2 separate regions of the Pan troglodytes genome follow, and region 1 is linked to region 2. The links are chromatin contacts, called in public Hi-C maps. All regions are on one chromosome and are shown on one strand. The core of a region is the stretch at or near the end of the contact, and the rest is flanking DNA. Distances in the headings are between cores, read along the strand shown.

Evidence for each region. Hi-C and Micro-C count contacts between places; a contact is called where the count stands out from the background.
Region 1: a Hi-C map of induced pluripotent stem cells shows a contact between it and region 2, with 2.6 times the contacts expected there. The contact joins the enhancer-like site here to the promoter of EPOP in region 2. A contact is called at or near these places in 1 of 7 Hi-C or Micro-C datasets (induced pluripotent stem cells) and 1 of 1 datasets of contacts at active chromatin or transcription factors (stem cell-derived excitatory neurons).

What each region holds. Positions count from the first base shown.
Region 1 is chr19:29,581,000-29,585,296 of NHGRI_mPanTro3-v2.0_pri, reverse strand. It overlaps ARHGAP23 (Rho GTPase activating protein 23), which reads left to right. Exons shown (of 24, transcript XM_054671613.2): 24 at 2,525-4,297. The coding sequence ends at 3,553. Among named protein-coding and RNA genes, the nearest start is that of ARHGAP23, 91 kb to the left of the region's middle. Within about 2 kb of position 2,081, at least 9 of the 24 cell types and tissues checked have an H3K27ac peak or open chromatin away from gene starts, as enhancers often do. A contact at or near this core is called in induced pluripotent stem cells, where this site is marked.
Region 2 is chr19:29,417,437-29,421,512 of NHGRI_mPanTro3-v2.0_pri, reverse strand. It overlaps EPOP (elongin BC and polycomb repressive complex 2 associated protein), which reads right to left and starts at 1,876. Exons shown (of 1, transcript XM_016931893.3): 1 at 1-1,876. The coding sequence starts at 1,329. The coding sequence ends at 190.

The DNA of each region.
Region 1 (4,297 bases), core at 832-3,331, 160 kb before region 2:
TATAGTGACCTACATCCAGGTCCTTGTCACTTCCGTCCATTGCTCCTGCTGGCCCCCTGCTTTCCTGCAGTATATCCTGGATTAACTCCCTGATCATTCTGTGAATCTGCTGACCTCTGCATTCCTTGGAAGAGAAATCAGTCTGATCTCGTTGCTTCTGGAACCAGCTGGGATGAGAGGGTAGTTTGATCAGGTGATCCAAGCAGCCTCTTAAGTCTCTCAGAGAGCACTGGCCAGGAAAGAAAGCAGTACTGGCCACCATATGCTCCAGGCTGATCCTAGCAGTGCAACCACATTGCACAACTCCAGGGGGTGCCTTCTGGTGTTGTGCATTGTGGGCAACCATGGCCCAGGAGCCACATGCCTGTGACTCCTGAGTCCCTGACATGCTCTGGTTTTCTCAGAACTAATTAATGTGAGAGCGAGGACAGTGGCTGCAGTGGCCACAAGAGGCATCTGGGTCTCCATTCATTATTACACCATGGCTGAAACAAGAGGTGGTCTGTGAGGAGGGGTTGAAAGGGCAGCGTGACCTTGTCAGGTCATTCCAGCCCAAGACAGGAACCAGTCCCAGCGTCTGCTTCTACAAGGCTTCCTGTGTTAAGGGGACTTCATTCACCAATTGTTTGTTCATTTCATGTTTATTGAGCACCTGTTATGTGCCATGCAGAAACAACCAAGTCACAGCCTTTGCTCTTAAGGAGCTCAGAGTTCGATGAGGCTGATGTGAGAAGAGCTAGGAGCATAGTGAGATGACAGGAACATAGAGAAGTGATCTCCCATCTCAGGCAAAGGGAGGGCTGGGAAGTTGCTGTACAGAGGAAGCCATGTTCGAGCTGGGCCTTGTAGGGTGAGTAGGAGCTCATCCAGCAAATAGGGCAGGGGGACATTAAGGGCTGGCAGCAATGTAACAGTGTAGGTCACATCAAAGGAAGGGTTAGTAGGGCTGTATTTCCACAGTGAGGGCTGTGTTGGGGTTGGGGTCAGGGCAGAGCAGCGCAGTAGGCTGGGAAAGTTGGGGCTGGGTTGTGAAGAGCCCCATGTGCTGAACTGGGGAACTTGTGCTTTATCCTGGTGGGTGCTGGGGCATGCAAGCTTCTGAGCAAAGCTGGGTGAGGATCAGATTCCTGCTTCAGAATGGTGGCTCTGGAGGAGAGACCCGGGCTGGGGCAAGGGTGGAGGCAGGAAACCCTATTAGGAGGGGCAGGAGGGCCCAGCGAGGGCAGAATGAGGGCCTGCCGGAGGAGGAGGAGGAGGAGGAGGAGGAGGAGTTGGCTTTGGGAGCCATTTCAAAAGAATCCAGGACTTGGCTGTGGGTGGAGGAGAGAGGGAGGAGTCACAAGACCGCCCTAAGGTGAGCAGTGTGAATGGAGGCAGTTTGGGGCAGGGGTAGGTAGGATGCTGTGGTTCCGGATAGGTGAGTTTTAAGAGCCTACAGACACCCAGGTAGAAATGGATTCTCAATGGGAAGAAGAGTCCCGGAGCTCAAGTGAGTGTGGTGTTGGACAGGGAGGCCTGGATAGCAGTGCTGCTTGGGAATGGTATTTTCTAGGGAACACGAACAGAGAAGGCAAAGGGGCCAAAAACAGTCCTGGGAACACTGAGTCTTAGTGGGGAAGGCAGGGGCGGGGCGGGCGGCGGGCAAGAAGAACCTCCCAAGAGGCAGAGGAGAGGCCAGAAGGGCGGATGAAAACCAGCTTCCAGAAGGCCATGGCCGGCAGCATGGGCCCTCCTGGGAAAGTGTGAAAGGCCAAGGCCCCAAAACACCACAGGGTGTAGCAGTGAGGGCTGGTTCAGGTGAGAACAGCGGCATGAAGTTGCCCAACTTGGGGTTGGAAATCACAGTTTGGGAGCGGCTCCAATCCAAACCATGACACCATACGGGATCTTTCAGCCACTTGCAGGGGCGGAGCTGGCGGCGGGATTGACCTGGGATTGGGGATTAGCGGGGTGGGGAGCTGGTGGGGTCCGGCGGAAAGGGGAGGACGTGAACTTGGGCGGGTTGCCCTGGAGAGGCCTGTAGATGCTGGGCAGGTGGGAAGGCAGGTTTCCAGGTGGCGGCGGGTGGAGAGGAGGTGGGGGACTTGTGGTCAGAGAGCGCCCCTGCCGGGGATTTGGGGATCAGCATGCAGGAAGCTCTGGTGATGACACCCCAGGGGCGTGTGTGAAACGGATTCAGGCTGCCAAGCGTTATTCACTGTGGAGAGACTGTCATCACCAGAGCCGTGTCTAAAGGATTTAGCCAGGGCTGGATACGGAAAACAGAATGGAAGGGGGCTTTGGGAGACCAGCCCACCTCACAAGAAAGAGCTGAGAGCCTAGATTTGGGCCAGCGGGGGTAGTCTCTGGACGGAGGGCGGCACGGGGCTGGAGGAGGAGCGTTTTATGATGCGGCCGTGGGTGCTGGCCTTGGCTGGGGCTTGTGGCGACTGGGTGCCGTGACGTGGGGGTGGACCGGGTAGAGCGGGGTCGGCAGGGGGCCGAGTCCGGGCGCCCCCCGCATCCTGACCTGTCTCCCACACAGGGTTCGTGGGCCCCCAAGAAGGAGCCGTACGCCCGGGAGATGCTGGCGATCTCCTTCATCTCGGCCGTCAACCGCAAGCGCAAGAAGCGGCGGGAGGCGCGGGGGCTGGGCAGCAGCACCGACGACGACTCGGAGCAGGAGGCGCACAAGCCTGGGGCGGGGGCCACAGCGCCGGGGACTCAGGAGCGGCCGCAGGGGCCGCTGCCTGGCGCCGTCGCCCCCGAGGCCCCCGGACGTCTCAGTCCCCCGGCGGCGCCGGAGGAGCGGCCGGCCGCGGACACGCGCTCCATTGTGTCGGGCTACTCCACCCTGTCCACCATGGACCGCAGCGTGTGCTCGGGCGCTAGCGGTCGGCGGGCAGGCGCGGGGGACGAGGCGGACGACGAGCGTAGCGAGCTGAGCCACGTGGAGACGGACACTGAGGGCGCGGCGGGCGCGGGGCCTGGGGGGCGCCTGACGCGCCGGCCGTCCTTCAGCTCGCACCACCTCATGCCCTGCGACACTCTGGCGCGCCGCCGCCTGGCCCGGGGCCGCCCAGACGGCGAGGGCGCGGGCCGGGGCGGTCCCCGCGCCCCGGAGCCGCCCGGCTCGGCGTCGTCCAGCAGCCAGGAGTCGCTGCGGCCCCCGGCGGCGGCGCTGGCCTCGCGGCCCTCGCGCATGGAGGCGCTGCGGCTAAGGCTTCGCGGCACGGCGGACGACATGCTCGCCGTGCGCCTGCGGCGGCCGCTGTCGCCCGAGACCCGGCGGCGCCGGAGCAGCTGGCGCCGCCACACCGTGGTGGTGCAGAGCCCGCTGACTGACCTCAACTTCAACGAGTGGAAGGAGCTGGGCGGAGGGGGCCCCCCGGAGCCTGCGGGCGCGCGGGCGCACAGTGACAACAAGGACTCCGGACTCAGCAGCCTGGAGTCCACCAAGGCGCGGGCCCCGTCGTCCGCTGCCTCGCAGCCGCCCGGGCCCGGGGACACGGGGTCCCTGCAGAGCCAGCCCCCGCGCCGCTCGGCCCCCTCCCGCCTGCATCAGTGTCTGTGATCCCCACCTCCCACGCCGCTCGGGCGCCACCCCTCCCTAGAGCCCCTTGGGAACCAGGAGGCTTCACCAGCCTGCACCTCCTCTTCTGTTGCCCCTGGGTGCATGGTGGGGGTGGAGGGCGCAGCAGGCAGTGTCTCTAGTTGGTGTGCTGGAACTGGCAGGGCAGAGAAGGCTGGGGCCGGACTAAGTGAATGGAAGGGGGTTCCAGAGGTGATGAGCAGAAGAGGAGGGGGCGTGGGCTGCTGGGGTCTGTGTCCCTGCACACATGCGCCCGATAGGTCCTTCTGAGCCTTTCTGTGGCTGCACTTGGGGACCCTTGTGGACCATGGGGTGTGGCTAGGGAACCCCTGAGTTTCAGACTAAAGGAAAGATCCTGGGTGATGCTGGCTTTTTGCTTCTTTCTTCTGCCCTCCCACCTCAGCTTGTAAGTGGGGATGTGTGTATGTCTGGGGAGAGGAGTTGTAGGGTGCGTATGTCCATGGGGGGAGGGGCTTGTGTGTGCGAGTGTGTGCAGTCATTGTCCCAAGGTGTTTCCAGTAGCGACTTCTGTCCCCCTACCCCCACCCTGGTCCCCACTTTGCGCCCCAGGGCTCCCTGCCTTTGGTGCACACAGGATCCTGCCCGCCCCCCTTGCCAGAGCCAGAGAAGGGGGTTGGGGCCATTCCAAGGAGGCAGGACTGAAACCCTCACCAGGGTTACTCCCCAACATCCTTTTGCCTGAGTCACCCTCTAAGCGCTTTAACC
Region 2 (4,076 bases), core at 627-3,126:
AGGATGAGGGGGAGGGACCGTCACCCCGAAAACTTAGGTGCTTGAATGAAGATCACTGTTATTTAGGTCCCTCTGCCCACAGCTCCTAAAATGTAAAGGAAGGGGACAAATGTGAGAAACGGGGCTCCCTCCTCAAGCCCGCGGTTTGGCCATGGTCCCAACTTTTCCCCTTTGGCAGAAGTCCCACGGTCAGCTTTCATCCATGTTGATCCCCCAGAATTTGAGGCCAGGGGGCTCGGGGACAGCGGGACCCCCCATCTGCCACCTCCACAGCGGGTGGGCGGGCGGGGGCTTAGAGTCTCCCTGGAGGCGAAGCGAGGATGCCGGCTTTAGGTCTCCGTCTTCCCCCACCACCAGGGCCGGGGGGCAGGGGAAGCAGTTGAGGAGGCTGAAGGTGCTCGTGGTGGGGAGCGTCGGTGCAGGGCGGCGGGGCTGCGCGGTGCGCGGAGGGGGCGCCGGCAGCCGGCGTTTCTTGGCGGCTCCCCGAGCCGGCCCTTTCGCAGGCGGCCGCTCTGGCCCCCGGCGCAAACTCGGAGTGTCCAAAGCGAAGCCCTTCGCGTAACACCAAAGTTTCGACCGGCGGATCAGACGATCGAAATGTTCCTGGCGGAGATCTCCGGGTGCGGCCGGAGCCGGGCTGGCCGTCGAGGGGCTGGCCGCTGGAGCCTCGGGGGCGGCCGGCGGGGGGTTTCCATCGACTTCGGCAGGCTGGCCGGGCAGGAACGGCCGCGGCGCCGTCCCGGGACCCGCGGGCTCGGTGGAGAGGCCCGCAGGTGGCGACGGAGGCCGGGAACTGGGTTCCTGAGGCGGGCTGGCGGCTGGGCCACGCTGAGGCTCGAGACCCGGGGCCGGGCGAGGCGGGGCCGAGGCGAAGCCGGTCGTAGATTCCCGAGGGTGCGGGGGCGCAGGGCAGCGGCCCGGAGGTGCACAGGAGCGAACGCCGAAGTGCGGGAAACCGCCTCCGCCCTCTTCCTCCTCTCCGCGGCGGGGGCACGCTGCGACGTCCGCATCCTCGCCGGCCGCGGTGTTAGGAACGCCGGGCCGCCCGGTCGGTGCCCAGAGGTGCTTCAGGCCATCCGGGGCCCAGCCGCCAGGGCGCAGGGGGGCCTGAGGGCCCCGCAGCACTGGGGACCGCGCCGCCAGCTCCCCAGGCCCCGGGCCCAGAGAGGACGCTCGGGGCTTGGCAAGGGCGCAGAAGGCGAGGGCACGCAGGCACAGCGGAGAGAATTCCTGGGTCCCCCGACACGGCTTCCGGGGCGTGGGGGAGCAGGGCGACCCTCGCGGGGACGCCGGCACTGCCAGGCGGGGCGCGGGGCACAGGGTCTCCATGGAGCAGCCTGAGGGGTGCCCACTGAGCGGGTCCAGGTCCCAGCGGCGGGATGCCCTGGCTGCCCGAAGAGCCCACGGGCGAGGGGAACATCGCCCCCCGTCGACGGGGAGGTCTCTGCTCACGGGCGCCCCCGGCCCGCCACCCGGGGCCGCAGAGCTCGGGCTCCCTCTTCGCTCTCCTCACGCGGCCCTCCCGGCGGCCGGACTCCTGGGTCCCTGTGAGTCCCGGCGGGGTCGGTCGCCCTTCTGCCGCCGCGTCCCCTTCGCAGCCCCGGCGGGAGACCCTCTCGAGTCGCCCGAAGCGCAGAGGCAGGGGAAACAAAGCGGCCGGCGGCCGCGGGAGGCGGGAAGGACCCCGGGCCCGGCACCCGGTGCCCGGGCCCAGGCGGCGGGGAGGGCGCCTTCCGCCCGCTCGGTTTCTTTCTTCCCCGCTGGCTCCCGGAGACCGCGTTATAGAGAACTGCCCCCTCGCTGCCCCAATACCAGCGCCGGGGCCGCGAGCCCGCTGCTGATTGGGCCGCACCGCCCGTGACGTTAGCCCGGACCCCACCCCTCCGGCGGCACCGCCCCCGTCCCCATTCCGCACACAGACACACACACGTGGACCCGGCGCGGCGGCGGCTGGGAGGGAGCGCGGGAGGGAGCGTGCGCGGGTGGGATCGCGAGGGGCCAGATGCGCCGCCGCACGTGGCCCGGTGGCGTCCTGGGATTTCGTCGTCGCAAAGCCACTCGTTTTTTCCCGAGCAGTCACGGTTTTGCATCTGTAAAATGGGACGGTTCATATCTGCCCTCTTGGGACTAAAAGAGCTATGTGAATCAACGTAGATGAATCTCAGAAATAATGTTTAGGGGAAAGATGAAATGAGGCAATGGTCGTTTACAAGCTTTGCACAGCAGGGATTCTAGCGGGCCGTGAATGGCCCCTAAAACAGTGCGTGGCACACAGTAGGCTCAAAAATGCTGTAATGTATAAGTAGTTAATAATTCAGTACTTGTATGCAAGATGAACAAAAAAAATAAATTTGGAAGGGTGGGAGTGTTATTACATCCATGGAAGCCGATAAATAGGCTGTCTCAGTATCTATTTCCATTTCTCTGATGCAGTATCTAAATACTCCGCCTCAACTAAATTCCGAGGGCTGGCTCTGCAACCCCTGACCCCCAATCCCAGGATGCCCCCCTCTGAGGTTTGATCTGCCAAACAGGTTGAAGAGGCCAGAGGAGGGCACGCGCAGACCCTCACTCTCATCTGCCCCAAGGAAAATAAAGAAAAAGTGAATTCCCAGTACAAATTCTGATAATGCAGAACACACCCCCACCCTGTTCTATCCCCTTAACCTTCTTTAGTTTCTGCATAGCTTATTGTTACATAAAAGTCTGTAAATGGATTTATTCTTTAGTGTCTGTCTCTCCCATTAGTCTGGAAATGAGTTGACGAGAACTTTGTCTTGATCATCGGTGCATCCCCCACTGCCTAGAACAGTGGCCAAGATATAATAGGTGCTCAATCAATATGTGTGAATGAATGAATGAATGAGCAAGTGAGCGAGTGAATGAATCCTTGGGATATTTCTCTCTTGATAAAAATCAGGTTATTGGAATACTGCCGTTTCCTATCTGTGGAAATACAGAGATTGGTATGATGACTTGGGGTAAAGGTGTGGAAGAATGCTGGGGGCGGCCCCACAGATAAATATCTTATTCTGGGGCCAGGACAAGAGAGGGTTTCAGAACGGGGACAAATGATACAGCTTGCCTCCGGGCCCTTCTAGCAGTGACAACAGAGGTGTAGTTTCCCTATGTGTCATCAAATAACATCTGGGAGGACAGGGGTAAGGAGGATCTGCCTCCCCCACCTGCAAAGTCCAGAGGTAAAGTCCCTAGGTGGGGCGAGGGTTTGAGGAAGGAGGAGGTGTGATGTTCCATTGCCCAAAACACTCACCCTCTAACATCTGCAGAAGAGCTCTCCAGGGCAGTTGTCACAAGGGGGGATCCTGGGGTCCTGCCAAGTCATGAAGCTGAGCTGGGTCTAGACTCCAGGGCTCATAATTGCTCGAAAAGCCCACCTCTACACACACACACACACACACACACACACACACACACACACGGAAAGTTCTGGAAGGATGATCTTCATGGCTGTCTCTTCTGCAGGACAGTGCTGAGGACTCATCCTCAACAACAGTGCCTACTTGCACTCCTGTGCCTACCACAGTGTAGACACAAGGAGAGAATGCCCAAGAAAATGATCAGTATGAATAAATGAGTGAATATTACATAACAGTGCAGATCAATGGCCTCTTCTTTCTCTGCCTCCAAAAGCTGCCAGCTGCCCCTTCCCCATGTGAGTTTGGGGGCTTTATTGAGGGGTCATTACGATTGTGAGTGCTTCTCTCTGCCTCCACTATCCCTACTTCCCCTTGCTCTCATCAGGCACCCCAGAATATGGACTCAGGGATGGAATCACTCTACAAACAGTAGGAGAATAGTGTGAGTGCCTCTCCAGCTGAAAGGAGATCATCAAACCACCCTTTATGGCCTGGATGGGGGCGGGGGTGGCGCTGTGCAACCCTGGGCAGGTCACCTAGACACTCTAAGTCTCAATGTCCTTATCAGTGAAAAGGGGACAACAGTGGCTTCCTCACATTGTTGGGAGGGTTGAAACATGATGTGAGCAGTCACCAGAACTCACGTGGGCAGGCCCAGCTGCTGCAATTACCATTTCCTCCGGTAGAGGACACTCGACC